Regions from separate parts of the Mus musculus genome. Here regions 1, 2 and 4 are each linked to region 3. A link is a contact called in public ChIA-PET, Hi-C and promoter capture Hi-C data. All regions are on one chromosome and are shown on one strand. The core of a region is the stretch at or near the end of the contact, and the rest is flanking DNA. Distances in the headings are between cores, read along the strand shown. Region 1 has its middle 12 kb from the start of Gm26615. Region 2 overlaps Ahdc1 (AT hook, DNA binding motif, containing 1). Region 3 has its middle 15 kb from the start of Gm36518. Region 4 overlaps Wasf2 (WAS protein family, member 2).

Region 1 (2,700 bases), core at 126-2,625, 150 kb after region 3:
AGGGAGGGATAGACAGATGGACGACAGTGAGAAGGGGGGTGGGGAAGAGGCCTACATCTCCGTGGAGTGGTTAACAGGAAAGAGGAAGAAGGAGGAGGAAAAGGAAGAAGAGGAGGAGGGGAAGAAGAAGAGGAGGAGGAGGGGGGAGAGAGAGGAGGAGGAGGGGAAGGAGGGGGAGTAGGAGGGGGAGGAGGAGGCAGAGGAGGAAGGAGAGGAGGAGGCAGAGGAGGAGGGGAGGAAAAGGAGGAGGGGGAGGAGGAGGGGGAGGAAGAGGGGAGGAAGAGGAGGAAGAGGGAAAAAAGGCAGAGAGAACCTCTTCCCCCTCCTCCCCATCCCCTGTTTATTTCCTCCGTTTTGTCCTGATGCTCACTCTACCCAGCCCAGTCTATGGGGACCACAAATGTGGGGCAGTTACAGGAGTATGGAACATCTGTGGGATCATCCTGGGAAGTGTGGAAGAGGACCCAGATGGTCTGTGGTGGCAAAGAAAGGCTGCAATCCCAGCACTTGGGAAGTGAAGGCAGAGTTCAAGGTCATTCTTAGCTACAAAGCTGGTTTTAGATCAGCTTGGGTAACACACCCTGTTTCAAAAAGATCTTTTGTTTGTTCCTTTATTTTCCATCTCCCCCTCCTCCCAACCCACCCCCACTGCCCCCCACCCCCACCCCCAGATGGGGCTGTGCTCCGTAGACCAGGATGGCCTCAAACTCACAGAGATCCACCTGCTTCTGCCTCCAGAGTGCTGGGATTAAAGGCGTGGGCTGCCTACGCCCTGCCCATAAATTTTTTTTTCTTTTTAAAGAAAGGAAGGGAAGAAGAGAAGAAGCAAAAATAAATGGCTCCTTGGGGGAAGAGAAAGAAAGAGAGAAATGGCTCCTGGAATGGAAAGCACAGGTATTAAGATCAGTCTCCAGGAAACATCCATAGCACTTCCTCCTGCGCACATACACACATGCGCAATTATCGTCCCCATCCTACAGATGGAGAAATCAATGCTCAACGGTTAAGGACAGAGCCAAGTTTTTATACCCAGGCTGGCCTGACTGCAAAGCCAGTGTTTTGTGTGCTAAGCCATGCGGCCTCCTGATGGAACGGATTGCTAATGGTGGCATTTCCAATGGAGGAGCGACAGTGCTCTGGGAAGAGGTTCTGGACAGATGGTTCCCAATTGGGCCCCTGCCTCAGGCTAGCAGAGCAGAGGGTTGTTGGTGCAGGAGAAGCTCACCCCACCTCCATTCTGCTGTGTGTGGGATGCAGGCAGGTCCCCTCTGGATTCCTCACCATCCCCCGCCAGCCCTTTGGCCTTGCCTGGGTGACCTGCATGAGCTCAGCTTCCCAGCAGCCCTGCGGAGGAGTCAGCCAGGGCAGAGACTGCCTCTGCCCTCGCTGCTTGGCAGTGCCAAAGGAGGCGGGGCTGCAGAGGGGTGTAGCCAACCAGTCCTTCTTCCTGTGCCCCAACTCCCGCACCCCTGGGGTCTTCTGCAGAGGCCCAAACTGGGATGAATGGTGCAGAGCTGGGCACACTGGTCAGGCCCGGGCCTCATTGCTGCAGCCTTGTTGAGTTGCCATTAACAAGTGGCCGGAGGTTGCCGTGTCTCCATGGAGACCAGACAGTCAGTGCAGCTCTGGGGTGAGGGCCGTGATTAGTGAGTGTCAGTTTTGCCAGCCCTGTCCTTCCCACCGCTGCTCAAGACAACAGGCCTGGAGGGTGGAGGGGAGGATTGGGAGGGGGTTCAGAGCCTCACAGGCAGGGGGCATTCAGGCCCAGCCTCAGGTGCTGTGTCTTTGTCTCCCCCAGTGGCTCCTCAGTTCCCCCTCCTCTTGTCGCCTGCCTTCCCTCTTCAATCCATAATCCATCTTACACACAGCCACCAGGGTGAGTTTTTGAAAACACGAGCTGAATCCTGACACTGCCTTCCTTGAGAGCATTCCATGCCTCCTGACACCCTGGAGGCTGAGCTCACTGCCTTTTCCTTTGAAAGACCCCACCATAAGGCTTAGCAAGCTAGCTGCAGTAACGCCATTTTGCAAGGCATGAAAAAGTACCAGAGCTGAGTTCTCAAAAGCTACAAGGAAGTTCAGTTAAAGATTAACAGCTAAAAATCAAGGCTGAATAATACTAGGACAAGGGCCAAACAGGATACCGATGGTACCCACCTGGGCCCCGGCTCAAGGCCAAGAACAGATGATACCCACCTGGGCCCCGGCTCAGGGCCAAGAACAGATGGTTCCCAGACTCAGCTCGCTTCTCGCTTCTGTACCCACGCTTTTTGCTCCCCAGCCCCAGCCCTATAAAAAGGGTAAGAACTCCACACTCGGCGCGCCAGTCCTCCGATAGACTGAGTCGCCCGGGTACCCGTGTTCCCAATAAAGCCTCTTGCTGTTTGCATCCGAATCGTGGGCTCGCTGATTCTTGGGAAGGTCTCCTCAGATTAATTGACTACCCACCTCGGGAGTCTTTCATTTGGAGGTCCCACCGAGATTAGGAGACCCCTGCCCAGGGACCACCGACCCCCGCCGGGAGGTAAGCTGGCCAGCGGTCGTTTCGTGTCTGTCTCTGTCTCCGTGCGTGTGTGTGTGTGCCGGCATCTAATGTTTGCGCCTGCGTCTGTACTAGTTAGCTAACTAGATCTGTATCTGGCGGGTCCGCGGAAGAACTGACGAGTTCGTATTCCCGGCCGCAGCCCTGGGAGACGTCTC
Region 2 (2,700 bases), core at 126-2,625, 130 kb after region 3:
AACCAAAGTTCAAGGCACCGATCCTGAAAAGTGGAGGAGCCCCCCAGACCCTGAGGTCTTTGGTCTCAGTTGGAAGCCTCCTGTGACCCTTCACTGAACCTCTCGTGGTATTTCTGCCTGTCAGGTGTAGTTTAAGCCCCACAGAAATATCTTACACATTGAGGTACCTCAAAGGCCTGCAGTAACATGAAATGCCAGAGAAGTAGCTTGGTCTTCAGGCGACTGATTTGCCCTTCGACCCTTGTGTCTGGAACACCTAAAAGTCTCATCACTTGTTCAAGCCCTTGCTTTTCAGTAAGAGAACTGAAGCTCAGAGAGGGAGGGGCCTCCCTCTCCATCTTCCGCACCTGACACTGAAATCCGTTTCTGGAGGCATAGACCAGGGAGCGGAGGTCGAGCCTTAGCGCATGCCCTAGCAGGAAGTGGGTGTGGTACACAGTTTCTTACCAGGAGTGTACCCTCCCTTCATAGAGAGAATGGTTCTCTGGGCAGCCAGATCTCTATATGATCCCTAGCACTTTGAATCTCTGCCCAGGCAAAGACCACCGAAGTCTCTAAAACTGCTGGAGTGTGAGGGTGCAGTGGATGTGGTTCTAAGGTTCCTCCTGGAGCCACTAAGTAACGCAGTTGGTGTCCTGGGGCCAGGTGCATACTGGAACTGAGGGTTCCGAGGTGTACCACACACAGGTCCCTGCTCTAGCAGAGCAGCATGGGGAATGGCAAGTGCTCTGGTAGCTATGGTAACAAGGCCTTCTAAGAAGGCATCCTATAGGCATGTGAAAGCTGAGGTGGACACTCTGACATGCTGACCAGCCGTAGACCTTTCACAACGCTGCCATTTGTCCACACGTGTGTGCCATCCCAGCATGCTGAGTGAGCTCTGAACTCAGCAAGTTCAGAGCTACAGTCTTCCTTCCCAGTGAGTGCAGGGTTCCTCCTCGTCCTGAGCCCCACAGGCCTTGCCTTGGCACAACCCTCTACCTGCAGATGACCTGGATTAGGACGCGTCTGCTTTGCTGTCCCTCCACGTCAGCAGGCTTTTTAGGGTGGATCCAGAGCGACTGTGCTCTCTGCCTTGTTCCTAATCCCTCAGCAGGGCTGCCTGGCACCTTAGCATTTGGTTCGGTTTTCAGGACTTGAGTCTAGCTAAGTCTGCAGTCTGCCCAGCATAACATCCTCCCTGCACGAAGAACACCCCCACCCCAGCCTTTGATTCTTCCCCACCCACCACCCTCCCCCAGATTCTGCTTGTGCCTCTGGCTGGCCAAGTCCTAGAAGCTGGGAAGGCAGTGGGAGGGAAGGGTAAGGTGCTCTGGGCAGCTTAGCAGAGGGTGAGAAAGCCTCCTGCTGCCTGGCCGCAGGCACCATGGGAAGGAAGGTTCTGGCAGGAACCGCCTGCTGGGCTGAGATCACCATGGAGACCTGGCTTACAGAGGGTCACTGGCAGTGGCTAAGGGCTGGTGGGGGTGGGAGCGAGGGGGATTTATGCAGGATTTGTGCTCTAGGCCCTTGGGGGAGCAGGCAAAACTGGGGTTCTTCATCACTCACTTTGCCAAGTAGTTTGCAGGAGCCCACCCTCTCTCCCCGTTAGTTACCCAGAAGATTGTTCATCTTGGCAACTGTCCCTCAACTGCAGAGACGTCAGCTTCTGGATTGAGGCCCCCAGTGCTTGCTGAGCCTGGCACCCCACATGTCACGGTCCTTTCCCTTCATCTCTGCAATTGGTCGAGCTTGTCACCCTAACTGTAGAGAGCTGACATTCATCCCTGCAGCACCTCTGCTCCCAAGAGCTGCTTTTCTGCTTACTGCCCCAATTGTGATGCATCTGTCACCTTACAGACTCACCGGCTTGTCCTCCCCGCTACCCCTTACTGAGGTACAGATCTGATGTCTCAGGCCTCACCAACCCTTTTGCTTCTCTCTGCCTGGCCTCATCACCAAAATGGGGTGCTTCTCCTTCCCTGCAGGAGCCCACCTGGTGCCCCTGGCTCTCAGGGGTGTCCTGGCTAGTCCAACCAGAGGACAAAAGTCATCCCTGGGGCTGATTGCCCAGCAGACAGCAGCTGAGGCTGAGCGGAATGCCAATGTGGTCCTGTTGGAGAGGCAAGCCAAGAAAGTACAGGGAGAGAGGCTTTCTGTCGCTGCTGCCTGGCTCCTGCGGCTGTGGGGGAGGACAGGTGGCTCACAGAGGAGACTTAGAAGTCAGTTTAGCACCCCAGCCCTGCTCCTCTTCTGGGGGAAATGGTCTCGCACTTGGGGGTGGGGAGCCAGGATCCCAGACCTCTGAAAGGCAGGCAGTCTAACGGCCCAGGGTTCTGGGAATGACCAAGCTGGTCCTGTCCTGGCTATATCTCATCCCTTACAGCCACAGCTATGGATCTGGGTGAGGGGGTTGGGCCAGACTGGTGGTCTGCGTAGAGAAGATAAGTTCCACACACGTGATCAGAACTGTCTATGGAAAAGAGGTACCCGAGTGGCTGTGGGGACTGGGGAGTTTGCTAGCTTCAGGAAGGCAGTGAGTGTCTCCACCAACACAGATGGCATTGTGTTGGATGAGTTCTTTCTACCTTCATCTCTCTCTCCTGGGAGCAGAGTGGGTGAGGGGGCCTAGGAAGAGAGGTGGCATTCAAATAAATAGAAGCAGGCTTTCACCCCTTGTGGTGCTCCGCCTCACAAGCCTCTGTCCTTGGAACTTCTCTC
Region 3 (2,700 bases), core at 64-2,563:
CATTTACTGAGTGATCAATCCACGCCAGGCACTGTACCAGGCGCTAAGGACCCCACCGCACAAGGAACCTACTTCCTGCCTACTTGCAGCTCAGAGTGAATCCACGAGGCCCCCTCTTCCTTCCTGTTCGCCTTCTCTTCACCCCCATTTGTTTCGATAACCCCTACCCTTGTCTGTCTTCACGGGTTTTGATTATTACGTTCACACAGCACCAGACGACATGATGACACACAGCAGCGGCAGGGCCACGTGACATCTGTCTCTTTTAGAATTGTCTCTGGCAGTGGCCTTCAGACAGACACACCACTGAGTCATGGCCCTGCTGCAGGGTTGCAGCCTGACAAGTTCCTTGCGTTTTTAGGGTCCCAAATCTGCTTTCTTTAAAGCCAGGAGGTTTCCTCTGCTAATGCGATTGGCTTTTTATAAGGCTTTGTTTTGTTTTGTTTGTTTTTGGTTTTCGAGACAAGCTTTCTCTATGTAGCCCTGGCTATCCTGAAATTCACTCTGTAGATCAGGCTGGCCTCAAACTCGAAGAGATATGCTAGCTACCTCCTGAGTGCTGGGATTGAATGGGGTATACCACTACTACCCAGTTATGAGATTTTGTTTTTAAGTGTGTGCATGTGTGCGGTTTAGAAAAGTTATAGTTCCAGACAGTTGTTAACTCCCTGATGTGAGGTCTAGGAACTTAACGGGTCCCCTGGAAGACCAGGGAGCTCTTGTAACCAAGAAGTCATCTCTCCAGCCCCCTGGGCTTCCTCTTCTAAAGTGTCTGCTGAGCAAACGCACACGCTCTGTAACCCCTGGCCTTCTCAGATCCTCTTGCTTCAGAGCAGAGTTTATTTTGGGGAAAAGCCATCTTGTAGTGCCAACTTTGGTGACTAAAGTGGGGTTGGTGCTGGGCAGTGCCATGTTTGGTCACAAAGGGGGTGACTAGAAACTAACAGAGAATGCTTTTTACTCTGGAGCTACATCTTAAGACGAGCCCCAAATTAGACCTCAGTGACTCTGGGCTCCATCCCAAGTATAAAATAGAATAAAATAAATTCAGACCCCGGTTTCTGACTGTCTTGCTGTAAGACAATGTCAAGGTCATCTCTGGTCCTCAGGTTTCTCGTCTGTCAAATGGTGCTAAAGGAGTCTCATCCAGACCAAGAGTGTCATTCCCAAGTGTGGACGTTAGAGGATGTGTCTTTGTTTTTAGCTTGAAGGTTTAAAGATGGGTGTGTGCCAGGGAGGCAGGAAGAGGGCGGAGCTGGAGCTGCAGGTCACTGTGAGTCACTAAATGGAACTCTGTCTGCTGGAAGAGCAGCAACTGCTGAGCCGTCTCTCCAGCACCTTGCAGTCAAGTTCTTGCTGTGCTGACCAGGCTGCCCTTGAACTCCTCGGCTCAACAATTCGGCCGCAGGCTCCTCCAGCACTTGACTACAGGCATACCATGTCAGCTGACTTAGTCCTGACCTTTCATCAAATCCCTTTATCTAGGGAGTTTCCTTCCAGGCCCTGGTACCCTTTAACAGTCAGCCCCTCCTAAGGCTGGCGCCACAATCTCATGGTGCAGTGTACGAACATGACCACCAGGTGGCACTGTAGTCCCGGGCTAGACTTCATCAGCCCTCATTATCCTTGAGCTGCTCCGCAATTACTAAAAGCCCTCCCTGGGGCAGTCTCCACCACAGTCTTCCGAGACTGAAATGAATGGACCTCGGCTTCTGCTCTGCAGCAGGAAGCCTGGACGCTGGAGTGATCATTCCCAGGGTCTCTGAAGGACCTTCCTCCTGCTCTCCTTCCCAAACCCCTAGTTCCACAATTCAGGACCCTCTCTGCCATCAGGTCTGTCTTCAAGTTCACAGCCTATGCACCTCCCACCCCCACCCCCCGACAGAGCCATAAGGTTTTAGAGGAGAAAGAGAGAAACACGCCACCGCCACCCAGGCTTCTTGGCTGGCGGTACAGGGAAATGCTGAGAACCGGGCGTTACTAAGCTGACCTGGAAAGGGGCCTGGGCCAGCAGCAGCGGAGGTTGCTGAAGCAGAAGAGGCCTGTGGCTTCCTGTGAAGAACTGAGGAGCCACGTCCTTTAAGCAGATGGCTGGGGGGAGGGGTGGAAGACTAGGACGCCCAGGCCTCCCGGTGAGGAGAGGGAAGGGTCCCAGGAAGGCAGGCGAAGAGGCCAGGGAGAGCGTTCTCTTGCCTTTCAGCCTCTGCCATCTCCTAAGATAGACAGGCAGGACAAACAGCGTCATTAATGTGAAGCTACCCGGAAGAGACAGGGGCAGGAACAGGTCTGTCTGCTCATACAGACAGCAAGTCCAAGCACCTAGCCACAAGTACCCAGGTTTCAGTGCCTGACCTCAGAAACTCAGATAGAGAAACCCAGCCCCAAGTTCTCGGCCTCAAAACCCCAGCTTGTTCCCAACTGCATGCACCCACTGTGCAAGCAGAAGACGTAATGCCCTGTCAGAGGCTGTGGGGGTGGGAGTGGGGCGGAGGAGCGGGGAGAGGAGAGGGGAGGGGAGGGCTGGTGAGCTCCCGGACACAAGAACACGGGACACGCGATTCGATCCAGATCCAGAGGTTCTTTATCGGAACAAACAAATGATTCCAGATGGAAGCTTTGCCGCAATCCTTACAGGATCTGTTTACTGAGCTGACTCGTCCCTGTAGCCAGCACCAAGGAAGTGCCAGGCTGGTCATGCAA
Region 4 (2,700 bases), core at 82-2,581, 210 kb after region 3:
TCTACAGAGTGAGTTCCAGGACAGCCAGGACTGCACAGAGAAACCCTGTCTTGAAAAACCAAAAAAAAAAAAAAAAAAAAAAAAAAGCTAGGAGTGAAGTTGTTTACCACAATTCCAGGCTGCCACTATACATTTAATAGAAGTTAGTGTTGGGGTTTTAGCTCCTTTGGTAGAGTGCTTGACTACTGTTCTAGAAGCTGCTGGGTTTGATCTCCAGTACCATATAAATGGGATCTGTAGGGGCAAAAGGATTAAGAGTTCAAAGCCATCTTTGGCTACATAGCAAATTCAAAGTTAACCCTAGGTTGCAGGAGACTCTTTCCTAATAACAACATAAAAACCCCACAAAAGGGCTGGAGAGATGGCTCAGTGGTTAAGAGTACCAACTGCTCTTCCACAGGTCCTGAGTTCAATTCCCAGCAACCACATGGTGGCTCACAACCATCTGTAATGGGATATGATGCCCTCTTCTGGTGTGTCTAACAAGAGTGACAGTATACTCACATAAATAAATAAATCTTAAAAAAATACACACAAAAAACCTAAAACAAATGTTGGATGTGGTTATGCAAGCCTTTAATCCCAGAACTCGGAAGGCAGAGGAAGAGGCAGGTGGATCTCTTGATTTGGAGGCCAGTGTGGCATACAGAGTGAGTTCTAGGATGGCTAGGGCTATGTAGAGAGAACTTGTCTTGAAAAACAAAACCTAAAAGAGACTCTGCTTTGTGTTATGAAGGTTGGCTCTTTTCCCTCAGAGAGTTGTAGGAGCAGCAGTCCTGACATTATCCACATCCTTATCTTTGTGGGAGTTAGGGCCCAAGAGCCTCATTCATTTGCTCTCTTCAATTTCTGCTCATTTTTCTGCTTCCTAATACAGTTGCAGGTGCTAAGAGTAAGAATGAGTAATACTGCCAGCCTCAGAGAACCTCTCAGGTTATCAGGACAGCAAGTAAGAAAGGCAGTGATTGTAACCCAGTGTGATGGGCTGGTGGGGAAAGGTATAGGGAAACTTAGAGAACCAAGGTGGATCTAAGCCTGGCGGGCAAACCTCTAAACAGAGTCACTCAGAAAGTTGAGGCTGGAAGATTGAAAGTTCAAGGCCTGTGTGGGTTGAAGATGGAGTTTAGACTAGCCTAGGCTACTTAGCAAGACCCTGTCTTAGAAGGGAAGAAAGGGCTGAGGGTATAGCTCTGGGGCAGAGAGCTTGCCATATGCTCACAAGGTTTAATCTCCAGTTCTAAGATGAAAGCGGAGAGCAGCAGAAGGGCATGGTGGGAGGACGTCAGTCTTCTTGGCCTAAGGAGAAGCTTCTCTTGTGCTTCATCTCAGAAGACCACAGACCTCAGCAAAGATTGAAGAATGTGGTGTAACCGGTAGCCAGTGGCACGGTCTGTGGGGCTACAGACAAGGGGAATTTAGATGAGGCAGGAACAGGATGTGAGGTCTGAGCCATGTAAAACAGCTGTGTTGTGAGTAATCTTTTCTGCTTTCCCAAATAAAGCCGGTATTATTAATAAGCACATTCTCTCTGTATTAGATGACAACAGGGTCTCACTGTATAGCCCGGGCTGCCTAGAATTTGCTAAGTAGACCAGGCTATCCTTGAACTTGCAATGACCCTCTAGTCCGTGTTTTCCAAGTGCTGGGATAAAAGGCGTGAACCATTTCAACTAGCCTACTATTGTATCTTGAGCAACTGAGTTTTACCATGTTTTATTTCTTCGATTTGCTCATTTTATGTTTCATATATTCGGAGCCCTCTTAAGTTTTGGGTGATTTGCTCTGAGGATTGTGCCAAATCCTACATTCAGGCATTGTAGAATGGATGATACGTATCTTTTAGGGCTGCTTGGAAAGACTTAAATGACCTTCAAAGGCTAATGTCAGGGCCCCACGTCAGTGTCACAGCAACTCATGCATGCATGGAGAGTGAAAAAGGGAACTTAATTATGGAGGAGGGGAATTGTAACCCTGCTTGAATGGGTAGTTGAAAGTCCTGGGCCCGCCCCTTAGCCTCAGAAAAGGACTTTCTTACATTTTCTGCCAAGAGGTCATAGGGAGAGCCCACATAAATACAGCCCTCCCTGAGCCATATGCAGGCCAGGCTTATTTTACTTGTACAGGTGCAGAATAGGTTCACCAAATAGTATCCTGATCGCCTTTGAGCAGAAGCTGGCATCTTATTGTCTTGCACAGAATCAATCCCTTTAAAGTATGGAACATGGCAATTTTAGGTCAGCAGGCATTTAAAGACACCTTTTAACTTTCAAGAGCTGCCTAATAAGATATATTTTGGACAGAAAAACCAGTGTTATCAAGATGAAACTTGAGCCATTGAAATTTTGAATAGGGCTTAGTTTTTGGCTGCTGATGTCCCTTTATCTGTGAAATTTCTTTTAATGCTGCTGTTCTCTGGGGCGCTGTGGTTGTCATCAGGTTTCAAGGCCCCATCCTACATGCTGACGTTTGGAAACTTTTAAGTCTATTACAGTGATTGAGCCGAGTCCGTGTGCAGAGGTCGGAGGACGGTTTGACGTCACTGTTCAGGGCTGGAGAGACGGCTCATCCATTCACAGCACTTGCTGCTCCTTTGGAGGACCTGGGTTCCAGTCCTGCCACCCACATGGTAGCTCACAACTTCATACTGTTCCATCAGATCTGAGGCTCTCTTCTCAAGCACATATGTGGTGTGCACACACA

What was found. Promoter capture Hi-C pulls out the DNA fragments that hold promoters and counts their contacts. A called contact is a pair of places that touch in the nucleus more often than the background predicts. ChIA-PET counts read pairs in DNA pulled down with a chosen protein or histone mark.
Region 1: a contact with region 3 is called in a promoter capture Hi-C map of hippocampal neurons, with 4 times the contacts expected there. The contact joins two enhancer-like sites. A contact is called at or near these places in 1 of 39 promoter capture datasets (hippocampal neurons), 1 of 15 datasets of contacts at CTCF or cohesin (large pre-B cells), 11 of 484 Hi-C or Micro-C datasets (CD4 T cells, CD8 T cells, the G1E-ER4 cell line and 8 more) and 12 of 115 datasets of contacts at active chromatin or transcription factors (T-cell acute lymphoblastic leukemia, acute myeloid leukemia, bone marrow-derived macrophages and 6 more).
Region 2: a contact with region 3 is called in an RNA polymerase II ChIA-PET map of effector CD8 T cells, with 3 times the contacts expected there. The contact joins two enhancer-like sites. A contact is called at or near these places in 7 of 39 promoter capture datasets (the 3T3-L1 cell line, the C10 cell line, cranial neural crest and 4 more), 1 of 15 datasets of contacts at CTCF or cohesin (embryonic stem cells), 57 of 484 Hi-C or Micro-C datasets (B cells, the Ba/F3 cell line, the C2C12 cell line and 29 more), 10 of 115 datasets of contacts at active chromatin or transcription factors (the HPC-7 cell line, Th17 cells, bone marrow-derived macrophages and 6 more) and 4 of 9 other capture datasets (adipose tissue, embryonic stem cells, embryonic tail and 1 more).
Region 4: a Hi-C map of liver shows a contact between it and region 3, with 2.5 times the contacts expected there. The contact joins two enhancer-like sites. A contact is called at or near these places in 2 of 484 Hi-C or Micro-C datasets (Th1 cells and liver), 9 of 115 datasets of contacts at active chromatin or transcription factors (DN3 thymocytes, the HPC-7 cell line, Th17 cells and 6 more) and 1 of 9 other capture datasets (embryonic stem cells).

Annotation. Positions count from the first base shown.
Region 1 is chr4:133,093,981-133,096,680 of GRCm38.p6, forward strand. No RefSeq gene overlaps it. Among named protein-coding and RNA genes, the nearest start is that of Gm26615, 12 kb to the left of the region's middle. Within about 2 kb of position 1,376, at least 219 of the 459 cell types and tissues checked have an H3K27ac peak or open chromatin away from gene starts, as enhancers often do. A contact at or near this core is called in CD8 T cells, the N1E-115 cell line, T-cell acute lymphoblastic leukemia and 7 more, where this site is marked.
Region 2 is chr4:133,073,001-133,075,700 of GRCm38.p6, forward strand. The region is part of intron 6 of Ahdc1 (AT hook, DNA binding motif, containing 1); the gene reads left to right. Among named protein-coding and RNA genes, the nearest start is that of Gm26615, 9.1 kb to the right of the region's middle. Within about 2 kb of position 1,376, at least 94 of the 459 cell types and tissues checked have an H3K27ac peak or open chromatin away from gene starts, as enhancers often do. A contact at or near this core is called in DN3 thymocytes, Th1 cells, cerebellum and 10 more, where this site is marked.
Region 3 is chr4:132,944,123-132,946,822 of GRCm38.p6, forward strand. No RefSeq gene overlaps it. Among named protein-coding and RNA genes, the nearest start is that of Gm36518, 15 kb to the right of the region's middle. Within about 2 kb of position 1,314, at least 276 of the 459 cell types and tissues checked have an H3K27ac peak or open chromatin away from gene starts, as enhancers often do. A contact at or near this core is called in CD8 T cells, DN3 thymocytes, the HPC-7 cell line and 20 more, where this site is marked.
Region 4 is chr4:133,157,905-133,160,604 of GRCm38.p6, forward strand. The region is part of intron 1 of Wasf2 (WAS protein family, member 2); the gene reads left to right. Among named protein-coding and RNA genes, the nearest start is that of Wasf2, 29 kb to the left of the region's middle. Within about 2 kb of position 1,332, at least 155 of the 459 cell types and tissues checked have an H3K27ac peak or open chromatin away from gene starts, as enhancers often do. A contact at or near this core is called in DN3 thymocytes, the HPC-7 cell line, Th1 cells and 5 more, where this site is marked.